6 separate regions of the Mus musculus genome follow, and all the other regions are linked to region 2. The links are chromatin contacts, called in public HiChIP or PLAC-seq maps. All regions are on one chromosome and are shown on one strand. The core of a region is the stretch at or near the end of the contact, and the rest is flanking DNA. Distances in the headings are between cores, read along the strand shown.

Evidence for each region. HiChIP or PLAC-seq counts read pairs in DNA pulled down with a chosen protein or histone mark.
Region 1: an H3K4me3 HiChIP or PLAC-seq map of embryonic forebrain shows a contact between it and region 2, with 6 times the contacts expected there. The contact joins two enhancer-like sites. A contact is called at or near these places in 3 of 39 promoter capture datasets (the HPC-7 cell line, cranial neural crest and hippocampal neurons), 7 of 484 Hi-C or Micro-C datasets (LSK cells, cortical neurons, embryonic cerebral cortex and 3 more), 13 of 115 datasets of contacts at active chromatin or transcription factors (the NIH/3T3 cell line, VIP interneurons, craniofacial prominence and 10 more) and 2 of 9 other capture datasets (embryonic stem cells and embryonic tail).
Region 3: a contact with region 2 is called in an H3K4me3 HiChIP or PLAC-seq map of embryonic forebrain, with 5 times the contacts expected there. The contact joins two enhancer-like sites. A contact is called at or near these places in 1 of 39 promoter capture datasets (cranial neural crest), 6 of 484 Hi-C or Micro-C datasets (adipose-derived mesenchymal stem cells, cerebral cortex, cortical neurons and 3 more), 25 of 115 datasets of contacts at active chromatin or transcription factors (SST interneurons, VIP interneurons, astrocytes and 13 more) and 1 of 9 other capture datasets (embryonic stem cells).
Region 4: an H3K4me3 HiChIP or PLAC-seq map of neural tube shows a contact between it and region 2, with 3 times the contacts expected there. The contact joins two enhancer-like sites. A contact is called at or near these places in 8 of 39 promoter capture datasets (the C10 cell line, the HPC-7 cell line, cranial neural crest and 5 more), 2 of 484 Hi-C or Micro-C datasets (both in cerebellum) and 12 of 115 datasets of contacts at active chromatin or transcription factors (bone marrow-derived macrophages, differentiating embryonic stem cells, embryonic basal ganglia and 7 more).
Region 5: an H3K4me3 HiChIP or PLAC-seq map of neural tube shows a contact between it and region 2, with 5 times the contacts expected there. The contact joins two enhancer-like sites. A contact is called at or near these places in 13 of 115 datasets of contacts at active chromatin or transcription factors (bone marrow-derived macrophages, differentiating embryonic stem cells, embryonic basal ganglia and 9 more) and 1 of 9 other capture datasets (embryonic stem cells).
Region 6: a contact with region 2 is called in an H3K4me3 HiChIP or PLAC-seq map of embryonic basal ganglia, with 7 times the contacts expected there. The contact joins two enhancer-like sites. A contact is called at or near these places in 14 of 115 datasets of contacts at active chromatin or transcription factors (the NIH/3T3 cell line, bone marrow-derived macrophages, craniofacial prominence and 10 more) and 1 of 9 other capture datasets (embryonic stem cells).

The regions. Positions count from the first base shown.
Region 1 is chr13:84,636,475-84,641,084 of GRCm38.p6, forward strand. The region is part of intron 2 of Gm34196 (a long non-coding RNA gene); the gene reads right to left. Among named protein-coding and RNA genes, the nearest start is that of Gm34246, 37 kb to the right of the region's middle. Within about 2 kb of position 2,962, at least 20 of the 459 cell types and tissues checked have an H3K27ac peak or open chromatin away from gene starts, as enhancers often do. A contact at or near this core is called in embryonic basal ganglia, embryonic brain, embryonic cerebral cortex and 1 more, where this site is marked.
Region 2 is chr13:83,743,105-83,747,823 of GRCm38.p6, forward strand. No RefSeq gene overlaps it. Among named protein-coding and RNA genes, the nearest start is that of Gm51268, 6.6 kb to the left of the region's middle. Within about 2 kb of position 1,952, at least 154 of the 459 cell types and tissues checked have an H3K27ac peak or open chromatin away from gene starts, as enhancers often do. A contact at or near this core is called in cerebral cortex, cortical neurons, differentiating embryonic stem cells and 11 more, where this site is marked.
Region 3 is chr13:84,284,245-84,288,768 of GRCm38.p6, forward strand. It overlaps Tmem161b (transmembrane protein 161B), which reads left to right. Exons shown (of 12, transcript NM_175187.5): 9 at 2,441-2,554. Among named protein-coding and RNA genes, the nearest start is that of Gm41011, 57 kb to the right of the region's middle. Within about 2 kb of position 1,482, at least 48 of the 459 cell types and tissues checked have an H3K27ac peak or open chromatin away from gene starts, as enhancers often do. A contact at or near this core is called in cerebral cortex, cortical neurons, differentiating embryonic stem cells and 7 more, where this site is marked.
Region 4 is chr13:84,397,586-84,401,991 of GRCm38.p6, forward strand. No RefSeq gene overlaps it. Among named protein-coding and RNA genes, the nearest start is that of Gm41011, 56 kb to the left of the region's middle. Within about 2 kb of position 2,241, at least 18 of the 459 cell types and tissues checked have an H3K27ac peak or open chromatin away from gene starts, as enhancers often do. A contact at or near this core is called in forebrain and neural tube, where this site is marked.
Region 5 is chr13:84,446,748-84,451,391 of GRCm38.p6, forward strand. No RefSeq gene overlaps it. Among named protein-coding and RNA genes, the nearest start is that of Gm41011, 110 kb to the left of the region's middle. Within about 2 kb of position 2,689, at least 59 of the 459 cell types and tissues checked have an H3K27ac peak or open chromatin away from gene starts, as enhancers often do. A contact at or near this core is called in embryonic basal ganglia, forebrain, neural progenitor cells and 4 more, where this site is marked.
Region 6 is chr13:84,593,907-84,598,309 of GRCm38.p6, forward strand. All of the region lies in intron 2 of Gm34196 (a long non-coding RNA gene), which reads right to left. Among named protein-coding and RNA genes, the nearest start is that of Gm34246, 79 kb to the right of the region's middle. Within about 2 kb of position 2,910, at least 1 of the 459 cell types and tissues checked has an H3K27ac peak or open chromatin away from gene starts, as enhancers often do. A contact at or near this core is called in embryonic basal ganglia, where this site is marked.

The DNA.
Region 1 (4,610 bases), core at 1,712-4,211, 890 kb after region 2:
GATATGAAATAAGTTTTTAAATAATTGTCTATGGTAGATTTTCACTGATACGCGGGGTTCCATTTTGCAGATAAATTTTGCATAGGGACCTAAACAATATTTCTGATGTTCTTGGCGCTATTCAAGATTCTGTGACACAGAAGTGAGCAAGGAAGGTAAATCTGTCGATCTTACCATGGCTTACATTTGGAGGCTGGGATCAACAACAAGCAGATTACACAGTGGAATGCATAGAGATCATGGAGGCGGATATAAAAGAAGTTGGGAAATAGAAATTATAAATGTGAGAATGTCATTTTAGGTGGACAGACCGATACTGCAGCCGCAGCGAACAGTAAGCATCCTGGGTCTTGATCTTTGTCTTGCCCTAGTCTATGAAGAAGTCTACAGACAAATCCACATATCCAAAGCTAGAAAAACAGAATATTTCTCAAGCTCTTGAATAGGCATGTCTTTAGTCTGAGGCTACAGAGGAAAAAAAAAACACACATTAATGATGTGTTCCAGAGATAGTTTGTGAACAGTACAATCTATAATGAGGTGGCAGAGAAGTTTTCTTTGTATTCAGAAGAAAGGCCCAGGGACAAGCAGGTCAGCAGTGACAAAGGGGAGAAGCAAGCCTATATTTTCCCTTGCATCTTTCTTCTTTGCTAATTAAAACAAAATGAAAAGGCTAAATTGTTGGAGATTCCATGTAAAGATTTTAGGATAATGAGTTGGAAATTGGTCCTAGATGTTGGGACAGGTTATTGAAAATTGTGACATGCTTTCTCCATTTTCTGACTAAAGAAATTCCCAGAGATGTACAGAAAACTACTACAAACTCTCATGTCAGTTGAGGCGAAGATGAAAATGTACACAAGGTAGAGAAATGGCTACAAAGTTTGGAAATATTTTGGTAAGATGTAACTTCTCCAGATCTATCACTTACATATTAAGAATAATTAAAATGAGTCACTGTATTTATAAAGCTTTGCTTACCACTAACTAGAGAATAGTTATTGCCATGAATAGATAACATACATGACTCGATAAGTTTTGTCTTTGATTTCAAACATTGCAATGATTTCCACAATGAAGCAAATGTTGAGATGAGTATGAGCTGGAGATTTGGTGAGATATGAAACAGGCCTAGGAATCTATTTTATGCTGGAGGTTCAGTACCTGGGAATTCCAGTTGACTTCAGGGTGTTCATTTAGGCTAGTCAAGGAATGGACACATGTCATATGAGTGACTCACAAGGAGTTAAAACTTACTTCATATTCAATGTACAGAGAGGGACACTCCAAACCAGTAACAATTGAGAGAGGAAATTTATCAAAATACACAAAAGCCTTTTTATTTTTCTCTTTGACCAGAGTTTGGCAGCGTGCCTGTTTTCATGGGAGACTCTTGCTTATGATCTTTCCAGGACACAATATGCTACTTTTCTTTTTAACTTTACAAGTTTAATATGAAAATATATTTACAGAACTACTTATACTTTATCTTATTTTCATAACAATGCTTACTAAAATAAATCAGAAAAAATATTCTTTGATTTTTGCTTTTTAAAACACCATGGAATCCTAGGAACTGTGGATGTAGTGATAGAAATAAAAGACTATAAAAGGGAAAATTTTCAGTTCCATAGAAATTTGGGGAAATACACTCAGAGTACTTTGAGATAAATAATATTAGATCATTTGGAATTATCTATCATAGAGCATATCCCTCTCTCTGGTGGTTAGAACATCACCAAGCATGTGTTGGTTTACATAATGAGCAAGATTAAAATAACTTCTAAGAGTCCACATGCTGTCAAATTTGCTGCTATTTTTCCATATGAAGCAAATCTCAGACATTTATTCTCCATAAAATAGGTAAAAAAAAAATCAAAAGCCCTCTAATTGGTAGAAATTCTCAGGGCAGGTCTATAAAGTTCATTAGTGCTCAGACATTTAATAAGCAAATGTCTGCTCAGGGACACCAAATGGCCTCAGTTCCTATTGAACACAAGTCTCTTTTCAAACCATTGATGTGAAATGATTCTATTGACACTAGCTTTTGAAGAAAAACTTTAGTTGAAGGGAACTATGTCCAACATTTATCTCTATTGGTGGATTTTTTTTCATCTTATTTATTCTTCTTTTATTTTGTATGTGAGAAGGAAAAAACAAAGTCAGATCAAACACGCCTATGGAACAAAGCACCAGGATTCACACCAGTGTGCTAGGAATGGGAAGATTTTGCTCCCATTCGCTCTGAAAGGCTCTGATGAATTTTCCCATACCCTATGCACAGGAACAACAGTGGATGCCTCCTCCACTGGAGCACGATGTCTAAGAAATGCATCTCTCACTTCATTTCCAGTGTCCATGCTTTCCTGGACATGTACCTTAAGCTTCTTTTTCTCTTTCAGTTCCTTTCATTGCCAAAACGAAAGGTAACTTTGGGAGTGAACATGAGTAGTGAAACTTAGCTCTGGAGACAAGCAGTAACTTTTCATTTCAGAGTTTTGAAAATAGCTGGTTCTAAATTGTTTAGACGGACTGTTTTTACTTTGTTATGTCATGATATCAGTTGAGTAGAGACGGCCTTCTAGACGTTGCACAGTTTCTCGTCTCTTTGAAGTCAATGCTCACTACATCTCTACTCTCTGCTGGTCCTTTAATCAGTGTCCAGTCTGTCTGATGAGAATAGCCCCAGGATGGAGCCCGAGACCAAGCCATGGGCAGCACCCCTTTGTCCTACTCACATGGATGGGACATGATTCCACAGGATTAGCCAACAATTATATGCTCTGAACTGATCAATTCAGTCAATTTACTGTGCAAAGTAAATTGATCCTTCAGAACAAAGGTTTCTGTCAGCAGGGAGCTACCTGAGAAAGCAGCATGCCTGTGTAAACAGTTCTGTCCTTCTCCCAGTGTGGAGTGGCCCCACGCCATATGGTGCCACTATGAACTTATTAGCTGACGGATTAACTGATCTCTGCATTTGGGATCCCCAGTTTCCAGCTGTGAGAATGATTGATGGGCTAACTACTGCTCCAGTCTTGGAAGTTATTTCCTCCATTTAACAGAGTCAAGAAGACAGAAAATTGCCCCCTTTGTAAATGCTAATCTCACCACTCCTTCGAACACCCAACATAGCAATTTATTCAAGGCAAAGTCTTAAAATTGGTATAGTGCACATCAAATGCATACTAATTAGCAATTTCTTTTGAAGGCTCCATCACTTATTAAGGGTCTCCTTTTCCATATGTTCATCATGCCCCACTTCACCCTTTAATTACAAAACAGCACTTTCAACTAATTGCGAGAAGGTATATTGTGCCTGGAATCTGTATTACACACTATACCTTCTGATGCCTAATTTAGGGTCACATGGAAGGCAGACAGATAAGCAGGCGGAAAAGCTCAGAACCATCATCTGCAATTTTAGGCATATTTGGGCATTGTCAGGATGAATGTTTCATCTACAATGGTGTCTAGGACACTCTTCAGTGGACACTGTGCAGAAGAATGGGGTGAATATTAGGTTAACAATTGGGATCTTTTCCAGATTACAAAGATTATTGGATTGGATTATTTAATCCAACAGAATGATATTACATTTGTTACTTTACAATTTCTTCAATCCCAAATGTTGAAAAAAAACTTTTAAGTCCAATAAGCAGTCTTTTAAGTATAATAGCTGGATTATAGAAGGAAGAATTTTGCAAAATACACTGGAAGGATGCTCAAAAGAAATATTTCCTGTTGTATAATGGTGATGTTTTTCTTTATTAAACCACAGTTCTTATGCAATCTAAATGATCCTAATGGCTATCCCAATTATTGGTCTGCCACATACAGTCTGCCAATGTCACCTTCATCGCAATGCTGAGTGCTAAAGAATGGGACCTTTCTCTTGCTCCTTTTATGTAGTAGTCCCTGAAGAGACTCTGGTAATAATTCTTCCTTCTTAATGTTGGTCCTGAAAGCATTGGTGCAAGTTTAGGCTTCACGAATACTCAGGCTGCAAAATGATGATAGAATCAAAAAAAACTTGATTCATGGTGGTCGAAGATCAGGTGAAGTGTGACCCACACTCCAAAGGAAGTTCATTTTTCATAAGCTCCACAAACTTGATGTCATCACACACACCAGCAAATCAGTCAGGCCCAACCATCCTAAGTTAAGATCATTTCAAGTTAGTTTTCAAAACTGTTCCTAATTGTGAACTAATAGATGGGAGACATAAAAAGAGTGTAAATGGCAAAAAAGTCCCATTTTTTATGGAAAGAAAATTTAAGGACTTTTGAACAGATTTGGGATGTTTGCTGCCTCTAGCCACACAGCCTTTTCAAATCTGAGTTTCATCTCTATATAATAATCATTATTGCTTACTACTAATATTTTATTTTCTAAGTTCTCAAGTTTAGAATTGTCTTACTTGAGATTATGTTCCCAACTGTTATTGACCTAGGATTTTGTTGCAGGGTTTTTGAGGCTGTAATTTGGGGATGATTTGCTTTTGATTCTCAGCTTTACAATCTGGGACTCCTGGTGGCAGTCAGAATTCACTTCAGAGCTTTAGACTAAGTCTGGCTGGCTGGTTTATGAGTCTGCTAGGAAGCAAAGCT
Region 2 (4,719 bases), core at 702-3,201:
AACATAGATATATAGAAGATGTCTATAATCTTGGCAAAATAGGCATGAGTATGTTTTTCAGTGCCTTTCATTTTCTGAAGTTGCTATGAATATGTATAATAATAAAATAAATACACTATTTATATTAAAAATGGAATGCTTTTTTCAAAATAGCTTTTCTTCAGGTCTTCTTAAAGCATTACATTTTGTATTAATAGTGTTCTTTATGTTTATTTTAAGAATTTATATGACTTTCTTATTTGAAAATATGTAAAATTCTAATGTGATTTTGTGTTGTTTGATGATAATATAAAATTCATTTAAATAATGAGATGAGAATGCTTACATTTCAAATTGAAAACCACTTTCTATTCATAGACTACGTAAACATTTTAAGAACTTTTATGTTTAAAAGGGTGTTTTTTTTTTTTAAGTGGCTAGATGGGGGCTGGAGAGATGCTTCACTGGTTAAGAGTACTTGTTGCTCTTCCAGAGGACCAAGGTCCAATTCCTAGCACCCACATGGCAGCTCACAACCATCTGTAACTCCAGTTCCAGGACATCTGATGCTTTCTTCAGACTTCTTGGGCACCAGGCACAGACGTGGTACACAGACAAGCTTACAAGCAAAATAGCCATACACATAAAATAAAATAAAATAAAATAAAATAAAATAAAATAAAATAAAAATGAACAAAGTGGCTAGATAGTGAATAAAAACGATGTGCACATCTGTTTTCCTATGCGTAACCTGTGGAAATACCATTGTGGCTTCAGAACGTTGATACTTATTTCCTCCTCCTCCTCCTCCTCCTCCTCCTCCTCCTCCTCCTCCTCCTCCTCCTCCTCCTCCTCCTCCTCCTCCTCCTCCCCTCCTCCCCCCTCCTCCCCCTTCCTCCTCCTCGTCTTCTTCTTTTTCTTCTTCTTCTTCCTCCTCCTCCTCCTTCTTCTCCTTCTCCTTCTCCTTCTCCTTCTCCTTCTCCTTCTCCTTCTCCTTCTCCTTCTCCTTCTCCTTCTCCGTCTTCTTCTTCGATAGCGTTTCTCTGTATAGCTCTTGCTGCCCTGTAACTCCCTCTGTAGACCAGACTACCCTTGAACTCACAGATCTGCCTGCCTTTTGAGAGCTGGCATTAAAGGCATATGCAACTATTCCTGGAGGTCATTTTATATCCTCCAGTGACTCACATTTTCCTAAATTTGCTAAAATAAAACACACTATGTTATGTTGGATTCTGGGTGGTGGCTGTGAAATGAACGACAAAGAATAAATGTCCCTTGTGATTAAAAACTAGAATTAAAGTTGTTCAGTAAAAGATATTTGTAATACTAGGTCAATTGTCTTACCAGTACTTTGAGACTGTTAAATAGATCTTACAACAATGGAGCATGTAAGGCCGTTCTTCAGTGTCTCCGGATTAATGGATGGCTTTGTTATCCTGTTATTCTGTTCACCGCCCCCCCCCCGCCCCCTCCAAGTTAAACAAGCCGCAGCAGAATCATCCATTCCTATTTGCCTAGAGAACTTATTTCACCTTCTCTGCTCTACTTTCCTGTGAAATTAACCTAAAATACTGAATGGAAATTAAAAGCATATAGTTGTGATTGCTACTAAGGAATATTTGATTGTTCTCAAACAGGGCTGCAGGCCAGAGTTAGTAGACTACCTTAGAAAGATGATGGCCATCTTTTGAGGTACAAGCATGTGGCTTTCTGCTTTGCAGCCAACTGCCAGACCACAGGGGGTAGAGTTTAAAAAGTACAGATAATCGACTTTATTCAGAGAAACAGGGAGTTCTGAACCATATCGGGCTTGATGGTTTGACTGGATTTTAGCTCAGAGTCTGCACAACGCAGTCCAGAGATCTAAAAATAGCCAGGCTTCGCCTCTCAAGGTGCTTGGTGTGGGCGGTGTATGGAGCAGACAGCAGGCTGTGACTGGCTGCAGAACTGGCTGGGCCAGGCAGTGGCAATGGCTGAGGCTGCAGGTTCGCCGCTGGGCATCACAAGGCCCGTCAGCACCGGCCAACAGCCTGAGTCCTCCCTGAGCTGCCGCTACTCGCGGCGGGCGACAGAAAGCTAGCGTCTGATTGGTGTTTCCCGGGAGACCGGCTGCCCTAGCTGCTGGAGCTAGTGCGCCGGCGCGCGCGCTCCCGGCTGGTGCGCGGGAGAGGCGAGGGGCGCGCTGAGGTTCGGGTGACCGGGTGGGAAGTCTCCCTGGTTCGCGGAGCTCACGTGCTCGCACCCCGCCGCGGGAAGGTTGAAGACCCCACCGGGCTGTGTAGTCCAGGCCGCCCCTCCTCTGCCCGGCAGGCTGAGAGCATCTATAGGGGATGCTGAATGTGATTTGCTTGTCCCTTGGCAGGTTACCAGGGTCCTGGCCTTGCTTGTGCCTCTCCAGTGTTCATTTGCTTAGGAATCCTTGAGTTGTGTTTGCGGATAGGGTGGTGTTGGGGGTTAGTCTATTTTGGACAAGGGTTTCTGGCAGGCAGATGTTTTCTGCCCCAGAGCCTCTTACTTGTCTGGTCGGCTCTTTAGGGTTAAAGGGGTTCTCTACTGAGCTTTTCTACCTCTGCTTACCCTTGCCCTCAATAGTTCAGGTTTCATGATTGTGTCCCCTCTATCTCCTCATACTTTTTTTTTAAGTTAGTGGGTTGCTGCTGACAGAAAAGGATCCCTCAACCCTCATCAGAAAAAATTGGTACAGGGTGGTCCTGGACTTGGGTTCAGGGAGCACCCACTTAGGACCTCTCCAGGAGTCGCACCAACGAACCAACAGGAACTTGGGGCATCTTCACAGCATCAGATTTGCTGCAATTATTTATCTCTGTTGGGTGGATACAGTAGAACTTGCTCAGAGTTTACTTTAAAAAAAAATCGGGGTCTTAAGCACTTACTAAAGCCAGTTAATAACATCATGCATGGACATTTAAACTTGTTGTAAGATGCAGACAGGATTAAGGGGAAGTCACGCTGTGCGCAGCTAATGATACCATCTTAACTCTAACTGGCCTAAATCCACCTCCCTTGGCTCAGGTCCGGGTCTTAGACCCTTCGATGATCCTAAAAAAGAGGGAGGCCTTGGATGAGTGAACTGGGCAGACAATAGGAGCATCTTTAAATGTTGCTTTAGGTGACAGTCAATAGTCCTGGAAGGCTATGGTGGGTCTTACTGTTGGAAAATGAGCAAGACCACCAAGAGAAGTCCTAAGCACACTGGTGTGCTTGTTCATGTGATAATAATGACACACATCGAAGGGTATTGGCCAACTTGTAGAGCAGTTTTCATTTTGTTGTCCACAGGTGTGAAAGTTGTTGTATGCCCGGGGTGGGATGGGGTGGGGTGGGGGTGGGGCTTTCAGATCCCCCAAAATGATGACTTCCTGGTTGCCGGTCTATTTGTAGTGCCAAGGCCAGCTACTTTGAAAAAGATAATCCAGGGTAGTATTTCAAAGGTAAATTTATCAGAGTATTACTAATAACCTCTTGACATAAGTTTCAAATTGATTATTGTTTTAAAGGAGTTTGTGACTTTTATATGACAGGGCAAATTAGAAATAACCCTGGGAAAATGCTTCAAAAAATGCTGCGTTATTAAAACAGCTAACAATACCCATCTGGTTCTGTCACTAAGTAGCTGTCTGGCAGACTCCTTGTGTTTATGAGTTTCTTTAGTAGGCATATGCCTTGAAAAAACAAGTTATCAGGATAATTTTTAACTGTAGATTAGTTTTGGGCATTTAAAAAAATTTAAACCCTGCTTTTAACAAGGTTAAAATGTTTGTCTTTTATCATTAACTGCTAGTGTGAGATTGAAAATAACTGTAGTTACTGATCACTGTAAAAACTGGTGTAAACCTGCAAAATGGTGGCTAAGGAAGCACTGCAAAGGAAGGTAGAATGGAGAAGTAGCAAAACGGTAAAACGTCAATGCTTTCCCAATTATGTTACAAGAAACAAGTTGCCAAATATTAATCATAGCATCTTTTAAATCTTTGTCTTTTAGAGAAAAAAAATCTATCAACATATAGAATAAAATTTATTACTTTACAAATTAACCACATATATGAAAAGAAATATTTTCACTGAATAAATATCTCAAACAGTTTATATATTTATCAGGTCCACTGTAATGAAAAAAATCTTCTATAATCTATTTGGAATTAATGTCTCCTTGAAGACAATAACAGGTTTAATATCATTGAAATTCAGATTCTACCAACTAGCTTCCTGTGAAGGCTAAATTTCTTGTATGGTAATAATAAAAGTGTACTTAGTTCTTATTTTTAATTCAGTGAGTATTATGAAGGAACCTGTTACAGTTGCATTAATATAAGAGTACTGAGGAAGAACCCACCCAATAGGTTTTAGACATTTCATTTTCAAAAGCAGACATCTTATAGATGTTAGTTGCTTAAAATTATTTTAATTGATTGCATTATCCTTGAAATGCATGCTGTCTGTACTGTGTTAAATTATTCCTGGCTAGCACTAGGTATGTGAAGTTTACAGTGTAGACCAGTATGTGGCATTGCATGAAAACTGTTTAAAAGCTTTAAATACAAAACTATGGCCATGACTGATTGATGATAAACGGATCTGAAAAGAATAGGAAAATATTTATTTTTGAACCAAGATCTTACTTTGTAATCCATGATGACCTGAAATTCAATATGGAGCCTAACTTGGCTTCTAACGGAAATTCTCCTGTCTCAGGTTCTGAAGTGATGGGATTACATGAGT
Region 3 (4,524 bases), core at 232-2,731, 540 kb after region 2:
TGTCACACCTGTTTTTAGTCAGCTATAAGTAGTTTCTCTTTGAAATTTCAGGCTAGTGTTAAAAATACATTTGTTGTTAAACTAATTTTTACCTGTTTAAATGAAAATGTTAAAGTTTATATTCTTTTTAATTCAGAGATTTATAGTATTTTGATCTCTACATTCAAATTGAAAATCTCATAGAAAAATTTTTTTAAAAAACTTTTTTTTAATACTTAAAGTTTATGTGTTGATTCAGATATTTTAATATCTTTATTTATGACAAATAATTTTAAGCCTGAGTTACATTTGTAAGAATGATTTTAAGTTGTTGATCTGCATGTTAAACTTCAAGTAATTCATTATTTTATTTCCAGATTGTAAATAATATGCAACACCCTGTATCCAGTTAGTTTAACCACCAAATCCTATTTTGATTCTAAGGAGAAAACATTAAACCTCTGCTCATGGCTCTGAAGCCATTGCTGTTTTCTGTCCTTATTTAGGGGTCTTTGTTTATTTGGTTGATTGGAGTTTTGTTTGTTTATGAATAGAGACATCTTTTTTTTCCAATTTTTTATTATATATTTTCTTCATTTACATTTCAAATGCTATCCCCAAAGTCCCCTCTACCCTCCCCCCGCCCTGCTCCCCTACCCACCCACTCCCACCTTGACAGAAGGGTGAGCTTGTATTTGCTTTCGTTTATACCCAGGATCTTCTTACCTGCACTGCAGGTCGTCCTTGAACCCTCCATCTTATATACATATGTATAGTCAGTAAGCTCCTCTAGGAGGACACTGTATTTAAGATACTTTAAGATCCTAATTCCTCTCTTTACATTCTTAGCTTTTACCTATGTTCTTTAATTTTCACTTTTCCCCTTGACTCCATTTTCTCCGTGTTTAGATGTTTACTTGTTCCTAGCTGCCCCGCCCCTGTTACACACTACTTCATCTTCCCCCACGTTTTTTTTTTTTTTTTTTTTTTTTTTTTTTTTTTTTTACTCAGCATGCTCTTCACTATGCCCTGCCTTTCCCACCACCCAGCTCTCTAAAGGCTTCTTTTAAGACAAAACCTGATCCCCCCCCCCCCTCTACACACACACTGCAGTCCACTAACCCCAGTGTTAGGATTTAAATAAGCTGAAAAGGGTGGGTGGAGGGGAGCCCTTCACAAGCTACTGAAACCGCTGTGGGCTGCTCCTTGATACTGGAGTGTTCCCTAGCAACACTGCATACCTAATACTGCTCTTTCTTCCCTGCCCTCCATGGTTTACCAAGACTGTGGGATGAAAGAATCACATTATAAAACATAAAGCATTTAGTGATGGTTGGAGAGAGGGTGATGCATCTATCTTCAGTAAAATGTGGCTTTATTTTAAGGGTTTTCCTTGTGGGAATTTGGGATTTTGTGTTATTTCCAGTTTTTTACAGCCTCCTGTTGTGGTACAGCACTCACGCTGTCATGCTGTAACAGTATGGGCAAGCTAGTTCTGTTGTGGGTAGCCTGAGTGGCAAAGGAGCAGCGCAGACTGCACCCCTATGGCAAGGCAGTGCAGCTTGTACTGTGGTTGGGTTGTTCCTGACTCAGCCCTGTGTCCTCCAGACCTGTCCCTACCGTTTGTCTGTGTAGTAATATTTAAAAGTCTGTGTGTTTTAAAACCTATAGTTAAGCCTTCTCTATGGTTGATAATGAAAGCAGTGTGTTGTATTAAAATAGTGTAACAAGTCTGTCTTTTGTTCCAAAGAGAAAACTTTTGTCAAGCCATGTGTATCTGTAGGATACAGATTTAGTTAACAGAGAGGTTGCAGCTTAATCCTGATATCCCTCTTCTGCATTAGGAATGTAGCCCCAGTGTGGTGGCTCATGTCCGTAGTTCCAGCTTTTGTGAGGCTGAGAGTAGCATGAAGGCCAGGCTAGGCTGTATAACAAGGTGTGTTCCATAGAACCAAAAATAGGGGGGGGGGGGTACATTATCTTTATTTGTATATGGTAAATTAATTTCATCTGTGTTTATAACAGTCCAAGAAATAACAAATCTTGAGTCATTTGTAATTTTGGCATTATAAATGATCATTGCATATTGCAAGGTTGCTCAGTTGTAAACTGTTGTGTTTCATTTGCCATTTGCCTTCTGATAAGACTTCTAATCACTCTCATTTATTTGTGAATAATAAGCAAATGTTCAGTTTAGCTGTGTTGAAAATTTTCAGATGACGTGTATGTATATTCCCTTGTGATCACTGTAGATAATCATTAAAACACCTATCATTGAGTCCTGGATTTAAGGGATTGTCATTGAACTTTCTAGGTCCGTATGTTCTCACCTGAAACACTAAGATAATGACTCAGCTCTTAAGGATTCTGGTTAACAGTAAATAATTAGAAATGCTATACCCTAGTTACACTTGCACATTTTGTTTCTAGATCTTTATGTGTATTTCTTGTATATTTTCAGAACATTACTTCATATCAACTTCTTGGCACCTTTATTTATGGTTCTGCTCTGGGTGAAACCAATCACCAAAGACTATATCATGAACCCACCGTTGGGTAGAGAGAGTGTCCCTCTGTAAGTATGGGTACTTGAGTCCTATGTTTTAATTCACTATACATCAAAGTTGCTTTTTTTAATTGTAGGTAGGTTTGTTCATTTTTTTTTAGACAGAGTATCAGTATATTGCCCGGACTGTCCTGGAACTCACTGTGTGGATCAGTCTGGTCTTGAACTCACAGAGATCTGCCTGATTCTTCCTCCTGAATACCAGAATTGAAGACATGTCACACTTCTAAAGTTTTTTGTCTGCCTGCTTTTATGATAAGGGGAGGTACTTTATTCTTTAATACTAGTGTAAGTGGTGAAGATAAGGCTTGAGCCTGAAGCTGCAGGCCATCTTCTAACCTATTTTTGAACTTTTTTGAAAAGAATACTAACAAATATTATTCTATACTAATATTAGCCTATATACACCCTGAGATTTATCTCCTGATGTCCAATTATCATCTGCCATTTTGCCTATTTGGATCCTTCTACGGTGCTTTTATTATTGTTCTACTGTGAAACTTATGGAGGGAAAGTAATGCCAATGAAAACTAAAGTAGTATTTATTTCCTTATCCATGGAAAATTTTAACATTTCCTTTTGCTTCATTCATAGCTTTTAGATAAAATGTTTTCAAATAAATTAGAGACATATTTTTATACAGTAAGTACTATAGTTGCCATCTCTAACAAAATTTTTTTCTACAACATACTTAGGAAAATTTAAAGTAATATCTTTAAATTATTATTATTATTATTACCTGCTCATGTATCCCCAGTTAGACAACTATGTTTTAGCAGAACAAGATGTCAAAGAAATAAAGAAGCGGTTTATTGCCAGGCATTAATAACTACTCTGTGTGCTGGGTGCGTGCTGTGGTTCTATTACAGTTCTATTACAGTTCTCGAAAGCTTCAGAGCTGTGTGCTGGGTGCGTGCTGTGGTTCTATTACAGTTCTATTACAGTTCTATTACAGTTCTATTACAGTTCTATTACAGTTCTCGAAAGCTTCAGAGCTGTGTGCTGGGTGCGTGCTGTGGTTCTATTACAGTTCTATTACAGTTCTCGAAAGCTTCAGAGCTGTGTGCTGGGTGCGTGTCGTGGGTTCTATTACAGTTCTCGAAAGCTTCAGAGCTGCTTTGCACTCTAGCCCGGCTTCTCATTGACACTGTCACGTGAGGCTGATTTTAATTGTTCGGTCTCTGTTTCCCCATCTGGAAAAAGAAGTGATATCTACCTCACAGGGTTCTTGGTAGAATTCAGTGAAAGATCACATGTAATGCAGCCCTTTGAATAGTGCTTAATGATGCTCTTTTCACTATTGTGTCGTCAGAATTAAAGTCGAGAAGTCTGGCAAATCACTGGCTGCATGGTGTGCACTGTGTTATATGTAGTATATACTCAATTGCCTTGGAGAATAGAACCAGTGATGACCATGACATTTTTATTTTTACATAATTCTTTTGAACTAGGGAAGTATTCCCTGAAGAAGTAGTGTCTATCCTACATATAACTAAACAAGTAAATCTTAATAATAGGTTTAACTTGACAGGCTACAAGTAAAATTAGGAAGAACAAGGAAACTAGCATTTGTCAGAAACCAATTATGCTGTGTCAGTGATTCTCAGCATTTTTTTCTTGGTCTTTTGTGTAATAATTGTTCATAGTTGCCATTCTCATTGACTAGATGAGATAGCAGACTCACACGTTAAATAGTTGACTAATGGTGTTACTCAACCATTTTGTGGGAGACAGACCTGAGGATGCACATCTGATAATAGAGTCATGGCTCTAAAGTCATGAGGGAGGCCTAAAGATGAGGGGCTTAAGGTCAGGCTGGGCAGCCTAGTGAGTTTCGCAATTCTCTCTGTTCCCACCCTCCTCCAAATGTAGCAGTATAGAAATTCATTATCCAATTTGTTTATATACAACATCCTCCCTTGGGATAGTATCGAAACTGTTTTCTCCATTGTTTTATCTTTGCTTCTGCTATATTTCAT
Region 4 (4,406 bases), core at 991-3,490, 650 kb after region 2:
TCTTAGCAGTGCTGAAAACAAAGGCATAGTGACTCTCCAAACAGAAAAAGATGGCTCCCAGCATGATTTTTATGGCACTGGAAGTACTTTCCTCTTATCTGACATTCGATCATCTCTGAAGGTCTGTATTGTCATGAAGCACTTGTAGAAGCCTTCTCTTATGGCCGTTGCTCAGAGAATAGCTCCTCTTAATTGTCAAAGCACTTTATGCTAGTGTTGGGAAACTTTGTCAACACATACTGCTATCCCTATACTTAGGTATAGGATAGCAGGAACAGTCTAAGCATATTAGGGTAGTCTTCTGGTTTTCAGCTCATTTTGTGATTTCATTTCATTTCATTTCATTTCATTTCATTTCATTTCATTTCATTTCATTTCATGATACTTTATTTTTGAAACAGGATCCCCAGTACCCCAGGCTGGCCTTGACCTGTGATATATCCGAGGCTGGTTTTGAACTCCTGATCCTGTCTCTAACTCCTGAGTTCTGGGATCTGAGGCCTGCGTCACTTTCTATCTTAAGACTCAATTCTAACTTTTTGAAGTTTTTACAAAATTGCTTTTCAGTACCTTTCACCTTGAAATAAACTGAATCTCCATTTCCTCCATCCCGTATTTTAGATTACATTACAGTATGCTCAATTAATTTTAATCACTTTAAAAATTAACAGTCCTATCCCAATCATTGTTGGCATCCAAAATAATCCTAGGATAAATAAATAAGAGAATATGGAGGCAGCTATCTCTAGCTTGGGTTCCCACCTAAAGACATTGCTAGAATGGAACAGATTTGCTATGTAGGATTTTGCTTTATATTTCCAAACGTAGCCCATGCTTCATCAGAGAATTAGGGTTGCACATCTCAATCAAACTTCAGTGTGGACATATAGGGCTGAACATTAAACAAAATCAAAAGTATTCCTGGAAAGAACAGAGGCAGCCTTTGAGGTACCCTGCCCCTAGTTTTCATCAAGGCCCAGGGGATGCTTTCAGAAGCAGAATGTGATGGCATGTTGACTCGGAGAAGTCCACCTTCCTGTCCTGAGCAGAATACCAGAGTGAGTGCAGCCTTTCTGAGAGCGCTGCCTCCCATGCTGGGCCACAGTGAATGACCATTATTAACCCCACCAATTCATGTCCAAGTGGCATCAATCATTTGGGTCCCACAATACCCGACTGTAAATTATGACATTATCTCCAAGTAAGAAGGTGATAATAATAATAATCATAAAGAAGTTCCTGGCATGGCCCTGGCTGGCTGAGGACCTTAGCATGATCTGTCATATTTGTTCTTAACATGAAAGGCTTCGCTGTTCCCTCGCAGGCCCATACATCACTGGACCTGTCATAGGTTTCTGTAGGACCAGTTGACATAGCTCAGAACAGCAGCTGCAGGATGGCTTTGGGGAGCCTGACTCAAGAAAGAGTTGCTGGGGTACAGGGACCACAAGCATTCTGCCAGAGACTGACTTCCTGTTGTGCTGCCCTGCCCCTGCCCTCAGTAAGTCACCAAGAGGAGTAAACTGCTGTCACGGAGATGAAAGGCCCCCTTCCTCTGATCTCTCCACTACAAAATTACTTCAGTGCCACACTGTATTTTATGTCAATACCTATTTTATTTTTCAAAATTGAAAAAGATATAAGTACATTGTTCCCTGAATTCCTGATGTTCTGGGTAACCTAGCAACTGAGTATGCCACATAGCACACAACAGAACATTATCATGCATTCTGTTCGACTAACAAGCAAGCAGCACAGATTTCCCTTCCAGATGATTTAGGCTAAATGAACAGTTAATAGTTGCTATTAATATTAAAAATAATAATAACCTCCCTTTTTCATTTCTTACAGCTAGATTTGTAGGAAATAATGCTTGGTTTTTACTGTGCATGTGGGAGAGTGTTTTCACTGAGCCTACATCTTGCAAGTGATTTGCATGGGATTTAGGTAGCCGGCAGCATGCTGCAGAGTGATAATCACATGAAACAGGAGAATACATTCAGGACATTTGGAAACCATGCAAAATTTTCAAGTTCAAAATTGACTCATGCTTTCCCCCTCTGTGAAGATGCTGTCAATAAGGGGCTTAAGTGCATGGCTCAAGCTGTTCAGCTAGGCTATCACTGTCTCTCTCCTCTCAGAAGCCTTCCAGGCAGCCCTCTGGCCTGTAGCACTATGGTAAGACTGTGGCCAGGAGGAGACCTAGGGTCAGGGAGAAGTTCAAGGATGTCTGACCTGAAAGAAACATGTATAAGGTCACGACACAGAGCAAGGGCCAGATGAAGAGTGGCAGAGGTTACAGGGAAGAGGAGAGAGAGCAAAATAGAAGCTGGACAAAACAAAGGAGCAAAACAAGGATTGCTCTGCAAACAAGGAGCAGAGCACCAAACACACATCCCACGAGGCAGGAGGTGGGTGGGCTGTTTCTGGAACTAGACAGGAGGCTCAGGAGTTGGAAGACCAGCATCTGCAGCAGTCTTTTATGTATAAATTTACTTGTTTTTCACTTTAGCTTTCCTTTAAAATTGACCCAGTTTGTGTACTGTCTTTTAGATCTCTCTCTCTCTCTCTCCCTCTCTCTCTCTCTCTCTTTCTTTCTCTGACACACACACACACACACACACATCTCACAAACATTTTCATTAATGGCACCTTGTCAATAATTCACCTTTTCCACTCTTCCTTCTTCTTTTTCCTTGAAAAGCAACCTATTTAACTTGATTGTTCCTTGCCTAAACCACTAGAACTTTAAGAAGCCTTTGGGACTTTCTTAGAACTTGGACCTCAGAAAGAACCCTTGAAAAGTCCTGCTGTTTCTTTCCTCAATGTGAAGAACTAAGGTCCTTTGATTTTGAGTACATCCTGTTGCTTAATAATCTATGAGTGAATTAGTCATTTTCATCTTCAGGCTGTTGCCAATAACATGACCATTCTTGGCAATCATGAGAACAGCCTAATACTTTCTAACACCCTGAAGTACCTGTTATATGAAGAATATATATTGTTATATGCTCAATGCCTCATATAGATCAGATCAACTTGATCCATAAATGTCAATGTAAAACTGCTTTTTTTTTTAAAAAAAATGCAGCTATTTCTTTTAAAACAAATTAAAACAGGATTTTGAAAGCACATTTTGCTTACCAATAGGCTTTGAAATTTTACCTATTTAGAATAGAGATTGCTGTGATGGTCAGGATCAGCCCTGCACTCAGCTGATTTCTGACTGTTCACACTTTATGCTGATTAAGTAGAAAACCATTTGGCTGCACTCCTTGGGACCTGGGAACTGACAGGCTACTAAACATCATTGCAGTAAGGCAGGGCATAGCGATGCTCAGAGCTGAAAACATGAATGTAATGCCTGAGCTGGCTACGTGGTGGAAGGGTGATGGGAAACCAAGAGTTAACATCAATCTGAAAATTACTCAGTATTTGGATTTTCTAGATTAAAAACAACAACAGTAGCAATAGCAACAGTATTTTAGAAAGCAAAACCCTGCTAGGATGATTTTTTTTTTTCAGGGAAAAATAGAAGAATCATTTGCTTTAAAATGGCCACATTAATGTATTTGTGTCCAAACACTTGTAAAAGCCAGACCACCCACAGGGAATGTGTTCTTGTCAATGCCACAGTGGAGTGACCTGTGCCTCAGAGGGTTTCTGTTGCTGAGGTGATGGGATGGGAGGCTGGAAGGAGGCTGCTGGGGCAGGATGTTGGACAGGATGCCCCTCAGACCTTCAAATTTGACCTGATAATTGTTTCAGGTATGGCCATTTATGCTCCAAAACACTTTATTTGTTCTTAAAGAAGTTAATTTTTCTTGCCTATAAAATGCTCTCTGGAAAAGCTTTGGTAGAACAGTAAACAATGAGAGGAAAAAAATCCTGATGCAGATTATGAAGATAACTAGCTGAAACATTCATGGCTTTAGTGTATTGTAGAGAAAATCAGGGGCTAGAAAAGTATTGTTTGTATCTAGATAAACTGGGACCTTACTTTCATTTGCAGACAGCTGTGAATGCATGGACATATGTTTTAAGAATGACTTAAATATAATTTACACTATAGAATATGTACATTGCTAAATACTACAAAATCAAATCCTCCAGTTATATATAGCGGATCCCAAATGTTCCTCACCAGCTGAAAGCAGGATGCTTGGGTGAGTGATACACCCAGCCAGCCTAGGACTAAGTGTTCAGTTAGCCCATGGTGCAGGTGTCTTTGGCCATACTGAAACTTTACATGTAGAACTTGGGGAGGCAAGAGTAAAGTAGGTTTAATACTTCAGGGCTTGGTCTTACTTCTTCTTCCACAGATCTTTGCATTCTAGAAAGCAGTCCTCTTGGAACTTTCACTGGTGGTAAGGTGTTAGAGACATTACTTAGAGCCACCTCAGTTG
Region 5 (4,644 bases), core at 1,439-3,938, 700 kb after region 2:
AATGGATACAGAAAATGTGGTACATCTACACAATGGAGTACTACTCAGCTATTAAAAAGAATGAATTTATGAAATTCCTAGCCAAATGGATGGACCTGGAGAGCATCATCCTGAGTGAGGTAACACAATCACAAAGGAACTCACACAATATGTACTCACTGATAAGTGGATACTAGCCCAAAACCTAGGATACCCACGATATAAGATACAATTTCCTAAACACATGAAACTCAAGAAAAATGAAGACTGAAGTGTGGACACTATGCCCCTCCTTAGAAGTGGGAACAAAACACCCATGGAAGGAGTTACAGAAACAAAGTATGGAGCTGAGATGAAAGGATGGACCATGTAGAGACTGCCATATCCAGGGATCCACCCCATAATCAGCTTCCAAATGCTGACACCATTGCATACACTAGCAAGATTTTACTGAAAGGACCCAGATGTACCTGTCTCTTGTGAGACTATGCCGGGGCCTAGCAAACACAGAAGTGGATGCTCACAGTCAGCTAATGGATGGATCACAGGGCTCCCAATGGAGGAGCTAGAGAAAGTACCCAAGGAGCTAAAGGGATCTTCAACCCTATAGGTGGAACAACATTATGAACTAACCAGTACCCCTGAGCTCTTGACTCTAGCTGCATATGTATCAAAAGATGGCCTAGTCGGCCATCACTGGAAAGAGAGGCCCATTGGACACGCAGACTTTGTGTGCCCCGGTACAGGGGAACGCCAGGGCCAAAGGGGGGGAGTGGGAGGGTAGGGGAGTGGGGGTGGGTGGGTAAGGGGGACGTTTGGTATAGCATTGGAAATGTAAATGAGCTAAATACCTAATTAAAAAAAAAAAAAAAAGGACAATAAGAAGAAAACAGGTAATGGCTATTTTCTCATTTCTAGTGAAAAATATGACAGATTTCACTAATATGTAGTAAGGATTATTTATTTCCATTATAAGTACTCTTCTTTTGTGAGAACATAAAAATAAAATAACTGGGACTGAAGAGATAGCTCAGAAGTAAAGAGTTTGTACTGTTTTTACCCAAGCTTAATCCCAAATTCCATGTGGGGCAGCTCATACTGCTTGTAATGGGCACCTGCATCCACGTGCACATGGCTCCACATTGATGAACACACACACACACACACACACACACACACACACACACACAATTTAAAAATAACTCTTAAAAAACAAACCAGAATAGCTGCACTTCTGCCCTGGGGGAATTAACAGAAAGCTGGACTAATACTGATTTTGAGTGGACTTTGAGAACTTGTCAAAACCCTACCCATAGAGAATGCTATCATGCCTTGTGATGCTCTGCTTTTTCTTATTGCTCAATTCAATCTGGTCAGTTAACACCTGCCAATTTGGGAGGGTATGATTCTTATGCATTTTGAAGTTTGAACTGTAAAAATTTAAAAACTGAATCAACATAGCTTCTGAACCATAATGCAGAAGCCTTGAAACGAGCAGCATGTTAAGAAATGTTGCCCAAATTTCTAGTCATCTAAAAGTATTTAGTTCCCACATCCTGCCTCATATCTTCTACCCAATGAAATTAGTCTTCAGAATGAGAACTTTTAGTCCACATTCCTGCCACTTTTATTACAAACCATGCTGAATATAGTGTTGTTAAGTAAATTGTTCATGAAGTGGATGTTTTGGGCAGGTGTTAAATGTGGCTGCATCCTGCCCCTTAAATAAGTTCTGCATATGTAGGCATAGCAGTTGAAAAATGACCATTGCTAACTGTGTGGCATGTGCGTATAATTTTGTCCATGCATCATGAGTGTATAAGACAAAGTGGTCTCTCTCTCTCTCTCTCTCTCTCTCTCTCTCTCTCTCTCTCTCTCTCTCTCTGCCTCTCTCTCTCTCTTGTTTAAATACAACTGTATTCAGTTCATCACATTGGTGGGAAACATCTTGTGGCAGCACTGGGATAAGGCCTGTAGCAAGTTATTCAGTCTAACAATTATTGCAAATTAGAACCTTATTCAGGAAAGAATATCAATTTGGGAGTAGATAGAACACATTAACTATAGCTAATTCAAACCTTCTTTGAATGGGGCACATTTTCTTAGAAGGAGCCATAGAGATAAATGCATCACGTGAATCTTAGAAACAAACTGCTGAATGAAGATATTGGTGGACTGAGGCTATTCACTTCCATTTACAGAATCCAAATTGCTAAAGAGTCATGGGAAGGCAGGAAAGAGGCTTGTTTTTAAAATGCTCCCCGACGTTTGTGTGCTGCGTTATCCAATGTAGTATCTCATTCTGTTGCCACCCGGAGTCCCATTCACTGGTTTGTTTAACCTCAAAGTGGGAAAGTAACTAACACAAATACCTCCATTGTCCATGCTCTAATAGAATTAAGATTCCCAATACACTGCCTGCATTTGGATGAGGTTTGTTACACACTAGCTTTTATGGTCACACCCCTTTCCCTTGATGGTTCTTAAGAATGGCAGAAGCAGGAGTCCAGAAATTTTGTAAGCTCATAAATATGAAGCACACTGTGTTTGAATAATGCAAGGGTGCTGATACAAATGGACCAATGCCAGGAAGCTCAGAGTGAAAGCTCACAATTCATCCTCCCATCACAATGAATAAGAAGGAAGGAGAACGGGGCAGTGTGTTAGCTATAGCTATGCTGCCAGGAAACTCGGGTAGTTCTGTCTAATGGGCCGGTGTGGCACAGAGCTCTGAATCACACACTGTTTACCCAGAAGACAGGAAGTAGGGCTATTATCCTACACAAAGGCTAGCTTTACAAGTTGGGGAATTACGTAATAATGTTTGTTTCACACCACACAGTAGCAGCTTGAGTAGCTGTAAACTTCTGGAATAAATCCATGTCTCCTGTTTTGGCAGTCACTGTCAGATGAGTGCAGAGTGTTTAGTTTGGAGGCAGGTACTATGTGACCATGTGCCAGGACCAACCCAGATTTCACCAGCTAGTCTTACTAACTTGTAGCCTAGTTATGACACCTGCTACTTCTCCCACTAGCAAAGTTAAAGGAATTGAGCCTGGGCTGGGAAACCCTGCAGTACGATGACCAGGCTGTAAGCCTCTGTTCTGCTTGTGGACAGACTCCTTGTTCTAAAACAAAGTGCCATGATTTAGTAACCATATTTTCTTTAATACACTGGAGTTTGCCACGCAGTTATTTAGGACTACGTTAGGGGTAAGAATGTTTCTCTGTCTTCAACCAGATTGAACTTGGCTAGGTACTTTTGAAGGGTGCTAGCTCAGTACCTGATGATCAGAAAGAAAATATTTGCCTTTCAAAAGGCAATAATGAGAGGAAAATAGATTTATTTTAATGAGGAATTCTTTTTAATTTTTAAAATTTATGTGTTAACTTTACATCCCAATAGCAGCCTCCCCTCTCCTCCCAGTACCTCCTCACACAGATCCTTCCCCTATTTCTCTCTATGTCTCCTCTGAGAAGGCGGAGCTCCCCTGGGTATCACCCTGCTCCCAGCACATCAAGTTACTACAGGACTAGGTGTATCCTCTCCCACTGTCGCCAGACAAGGTGCCTTAATTAGGGGGAGGATCCATAGGTAGGCAATAGATTCAGGGACAGTCTCTGCTCCAGTTGCTGGGGGACTTGTATGAAGACCATGCTGCACATCTGGTACATATGTGCAGGGATAGATGAGGTAGGTCCAGATGATGCTTACTCTTTGGTGGTTCATTCTCTTGGAGCTCCCAAGAATTCAGTTAGTTGACTTTGCTGGTTTTCATGTGGAGACCCTGTCCTTAATGAAGAGAGATGGACTGGAGAGATGGCTCAGAGGAACATTGGCTCTTCTTCCAGAAGACCCAGGTTTGATTCCTAGCACCAACATGGCAACCCAGCAGCATCTGTAATTTCAGTTCCAGGGGATCTGATGACTTCTAGCCTCTTTAGGCACCAGATACTCATGTAGTACACAAACATACATATAGACAAAACACACATACACATTTATGTTAATATATGTATTTTATTTTCAAAATCCCTGTGCTTATATAATTAAATTTCATGTAACTCCACATTACCCATTCTCTACCTTGTTTCTCTCACAGTGAGTTTGTAGTGATCCTGATTTCTCAATGCATGAAGTGACCATGGCTTTCAGCCAATGCTGTCTCAGAGTCACATTAGTTATTTTTTCCCCCAATGTTTGGCTCTCTTCAGAGCAAATTAAACCTGAGGATCCATACATTCCTAGGTAACCTCTGCTCTGAACTCATGGCATCAAAGGCTATAAACAATGAGCTGTCCTATGGGTTGAACAGTCTTTTCCCTAGTATGATTAAAGATATAATAATGACACTGCTAGTATGAGAACCACCGCTAATCAGCGATAATCTTCTCATACTGTATCAGAGTGCTGAGTGAACTGTTTTACTTAACAGCCTTTACCTACCTTTGCTTCATTACTTTTCTATTGCCGTGACAAAACACCATGATCAAAGCAAATTATCGCACTCTAACCCTCATTTCAGGAGGTTAGAGTCCATAACCATTGTGGGAGGGAGCATGGCAGCAGACAGGCAGGCATGGTACTTGAGTAGTAGATGAGAGCTTACATCCTGAGACATAATCATAAGACAGAGAGATATACATGGAATGGTGCTAGCTTCT
Region 6 (4,403 bases), core at 1,660-4,159, 850 kb after region 2:
AATAGTAAATACTGAGCTCCATTAACAGAATTTAACACTTGAAGTAGTAGTTGTATGAGTTCTCAAATACATTAAAACAACATAAAATGTAATTGCTGGAATATTAAATATTCGTATAAAAGACTATAGGTAAATGAGACAGGCTAGATAAATTGTAGGCAATTGCTAAAATATAAACCAATTTATTTTAACATGAAATATGCAGGAAAGAGCTATAATTAGAAAATTGCCCCTTGGGGTAAAATAGCAATTTACACCCCTTAGTAACATAATTTAATGCAGCTCTAGAAGTAAAACATCTAAATTTGGTGAGCATCTTTTAAAGGATAAAGGGAAGTGTTTAATAAGGAAGGGTGAGTAAATAGTCAAACAAGACTTCTCTGTATGAAAAGAGGAATGCAAAGCGAATGGTGCCCTGAGAAGCATTTGTAACCCTGTGACAGTCTTCTCTCAGTGACTGAAATTATTGCATGGTATTTTATTATAGATGGACACCATGAAATAATCTGACTCATATTTTATTTTCAGGTGTTTATATTATATTCTTTTGATAATGTCCTTGCATTATTTATGACCAATTCTTAGGTATAGATATGAAAGTGGAGTGGTAGGTTAAAGTTTATGAATATCTTAAAAGCATTTGAAATATAGTATAAAGTTGACTTCAAGTTTCAGACTTTATGCTATATGATTTCTCTCAATCCCGTGAATATAAACATTTTGAGCACAGTTGCAAGTAACCCATAATGTTTGAAGGGTAAATGTACTCAGTGTGCTTGGACTTAGTGTTATTATAATTTATAATGGGATACTCCAGTGCAATACCTTAAAATATGGGAAGTGTCTATATTTAGTATAGAGTGGAGTGAATGCGATCAGTTCTCTAGGAAGCTTCATTAGGGATCATTCTTTTTTGTTTGTTTGTTTGTTTTGTTTTTGTTTTTGTTTTTTGTTTTTTGTTTTTTGTTTTTTTTTCGAGACAGAGTTTCTCTGTATAGCCCTGGCTGTCCTGGAACTCACTTTGTAGACCAGGCTGGCCTCAAACCCAGAAATCTGCCTGCCTCTGCCTCCCAAGTGCTGGGATTAAAGGCATGCAACACCACGCCTGGTTCATTCATTTTTGTTTTGTTTTAGTTTTGGTATGAAAATAAACACAAACTTTTTAAATATTTCAAGTTTTACCTTGGTTATCTATTCTGACACTCTTGCACTTTTGTCTGTGGCTGTTGCTGATCTCAATCTCTCCCTTTTGGGGGCAGAGTTTCTCTGAAGCCTAGGCTGGCCTCACATCAGAGTTCTTCCTCCTCTGATCATGCTCTTATTGGCATGCACCACCATGGCTAGTGATGCTCTTCTGAATTCGGAGCTAACATTTCCTAGATGTCTGCAAATCCCAAGTCATGAATGAAATATCTATGTCTATAAAAATGTTCCTACACAATATGAAAGAAACTCTTTAGAGGAGGAGTAAATGCTTGCAAACATTACTTTAGCTATATCAGGCAAAGAAGAGAAACAGACGTACTCATTTCTGGACAGTAGAATTTTCAGCAGGTTCCTTGTGTGGACTGATCTATTTTTTTAAATTCCAATCTATTTGTGAAAAAAGCTAAAAATCATTTCACATATACCCTACATTTCTTCACAAAGAAGCAAATAAACAATTAGGGATAGATTTAAAGCCATTTCTTTGATATTAAGCTTATTAATATTTTTCTATAGGTAGAATACATAAATTTCAAATAGACATTGTATCTAATGTCAATATAAAAGAGCCTTTATACACTAATGTTGATGTGAAATCTACTTTAAGCAACTGCATGACTCCAGCATGCTCATTAAATTTAAGGTAGAAAATACATATTGTATGTATACCAAAAAAAGGAGTAACCCAGTGAAGAAAGAATAGAAGTCATATGGAATTACAAAGCACAGAGAGGAAAACCAACCAAGAATCTTCAAGTATGGAGACCACACAACTGGTCATCTGAGAAGTGAAAGTAATTGGAGATGATTTTCATTGTTGCTAGAAAAGGTCTAGACATACATTTACTAATATACATATGAACTGAAGAATTTAGAAAATATTTGTAAATAAACATAGTATGTATAATGAAAATTTGAAGTTCATATTTATTATTTTCCTAATGCTTACACTAAATCAAAATTTAATTGTGTCCATAGCTATGGAAAAAATTTCTAACCTTGTTTTAATAATCTATTCAAATACAATATTTAGTACTTCTCATTACATTTTAATATAAATGTTAATTATAACCATGGCTTATAGTATAAAAGTGGTCAATGAGAGGAGCATAAAAATGAAATATTAAAATATCATTCACACATGTAAAATTTTTATGCCACCATTAAGAATTCAGATTTCAAGAAATAATCATGATAATATTAAATAAAATATAAATGCAAATATGACAAAGGTTACAACTTGAATATGAGGAAAAATACACTAGAAAAGGAGAGAATCTATCCAAAGGTGAATTTACATTTATTTAAAGCTTATATAATAGATAGTTTTAAGTAAACTAATTACTTATAATTTTGTTAGTTTTCCAAACAATATTTTTAAATTTGATATTTCCATAAGGAAAAATATCTGTCTTAAGTACAAACAAAAACTAAATACTCTTCTCTGGATGAAAGTAACTCATCTGTAAAATTATATACTACTCAAATTTCAGAGTACTCAATAAGGCAAGAAAAATTAATTTTATTTTATGGTACAGAGGTTCAAAATGAGAGCCATGCTTTGTGCTTTTGATGTGAATATTTCTCATATTGGCACCAGCAGCAGAATGTACACTACTTTGCATTTTTAGTTCATTTCTCTTAGCATTACATGACCTTATGCCTGATTTGCATAATTTAAATGATTCTTTTGAGTGGCATGCAGTTGCATAATTATTCTCTTAATTACAGTTATTAACTTGTTTGTATAATAGCAGATAATTTGAATAGATCATTTCACCTTTTACATTTTGCAGCTTCATATGCAATATAGAGAAAACTATATCCAAATGTTAAAATTATAATGGCAGACATAATGAGAACTATTGAGAGGCCTTTATAGTGATAGATTTGTCTTTCTCCTCTACATGCACAAAGGAAATACTGTTCTAGTTAAGTATGAAAATAAAGTACTATTTATCTGTTATAGTTTATGTAAGTTGTAGAAAATCATTCACCAAAAAAGCATGAATAAGTAAACAAGAGTAATGTATGATAAGTGGCTTGACAATATTAGACTGAATGCACTTTTTCTTATCTTAATAAAGAATTTTCCTTTATATGAAAAATTGAGAACCAAATAATGTATTAGTAAAATAGATCTGCTCAACTCCAGGTAAATATATAACAATCGTATTCAAATTCAAATGGATGCTGATGGTATTTTCATTCCTGCAGTTCTCTACATGCAACAATCTTTGCTTCTATTAATCCTTAAAATTAAAATTGCTATCCATTATTTTCACTCCGGATTTATTAACACAAACAGAAAGTTGTTAAAAAATGGTAGCATATATCAAGCTCTAAATTTTCATAATTATTTTCCAAGTAGACTAGTACTAAGGTTTGTGGAGACAAGGCAAATGTCAAATTTCCCACAAGGAATGGAAGATGGTTCTTTAACTTGTGATCCAGAGACTAGAGAGCTACTTCTGGGATGTTATAGCTATCTTGTCTTCCTATAATTAACTAACACTTCAAAAATATACCTGCAATTTTACATAAGGAAGCATTTGCTGTACTGCCACAATTGTAGGTGTTATAGAGGTAGTCTAGGTAAAGATGGCAGACATATGTCCTACTCACAAAGAGCTCGTGTTTCCACTTTCTAAGTGATGGGTTTGTATATGAAATTTTCCTGAAAATAAAAACAATATTAAGTCATTGTGAGCAACAAAATGTGGTATGTAGATAATTCTTTCCAAAGGACCAGGTAAGGGCAGGTGAAAGGAGTTTTGTAACAGGTGGAAGATTAAAGTTTGGCAGGAACAATTTAAAGCCCTAAGTCAAAATTAGAAAGATCCCCAGCGTAATGTTCAGCTGTGGTTTTCTGTGATGGTCTCCATTTTCTGTAAAGATGATTGTTGGGTTTTGTTTATTTATTTATTAATTTATTTTTGCTAAGGGGTGGTAGTTATGGTTTTTGTGGGTATAAGATACAATTTATTATGTAGTAAGGAATCATTATGCTATAGAAAAGTGGCAGTACGTATTCTTTTAAGATCCAATAGAACAACAATATGAACTAACCAGTACCCCCCCCAGAGCTCGTGTCTCTAGCTGCATATGTCTCAGAAGATGGCCTGATCGGCCATCAGTGGAAAGAGAGGCCCATTGGTCGTGCAGACTTTATATGCAGGAGAACGCCAGGGCCAAGA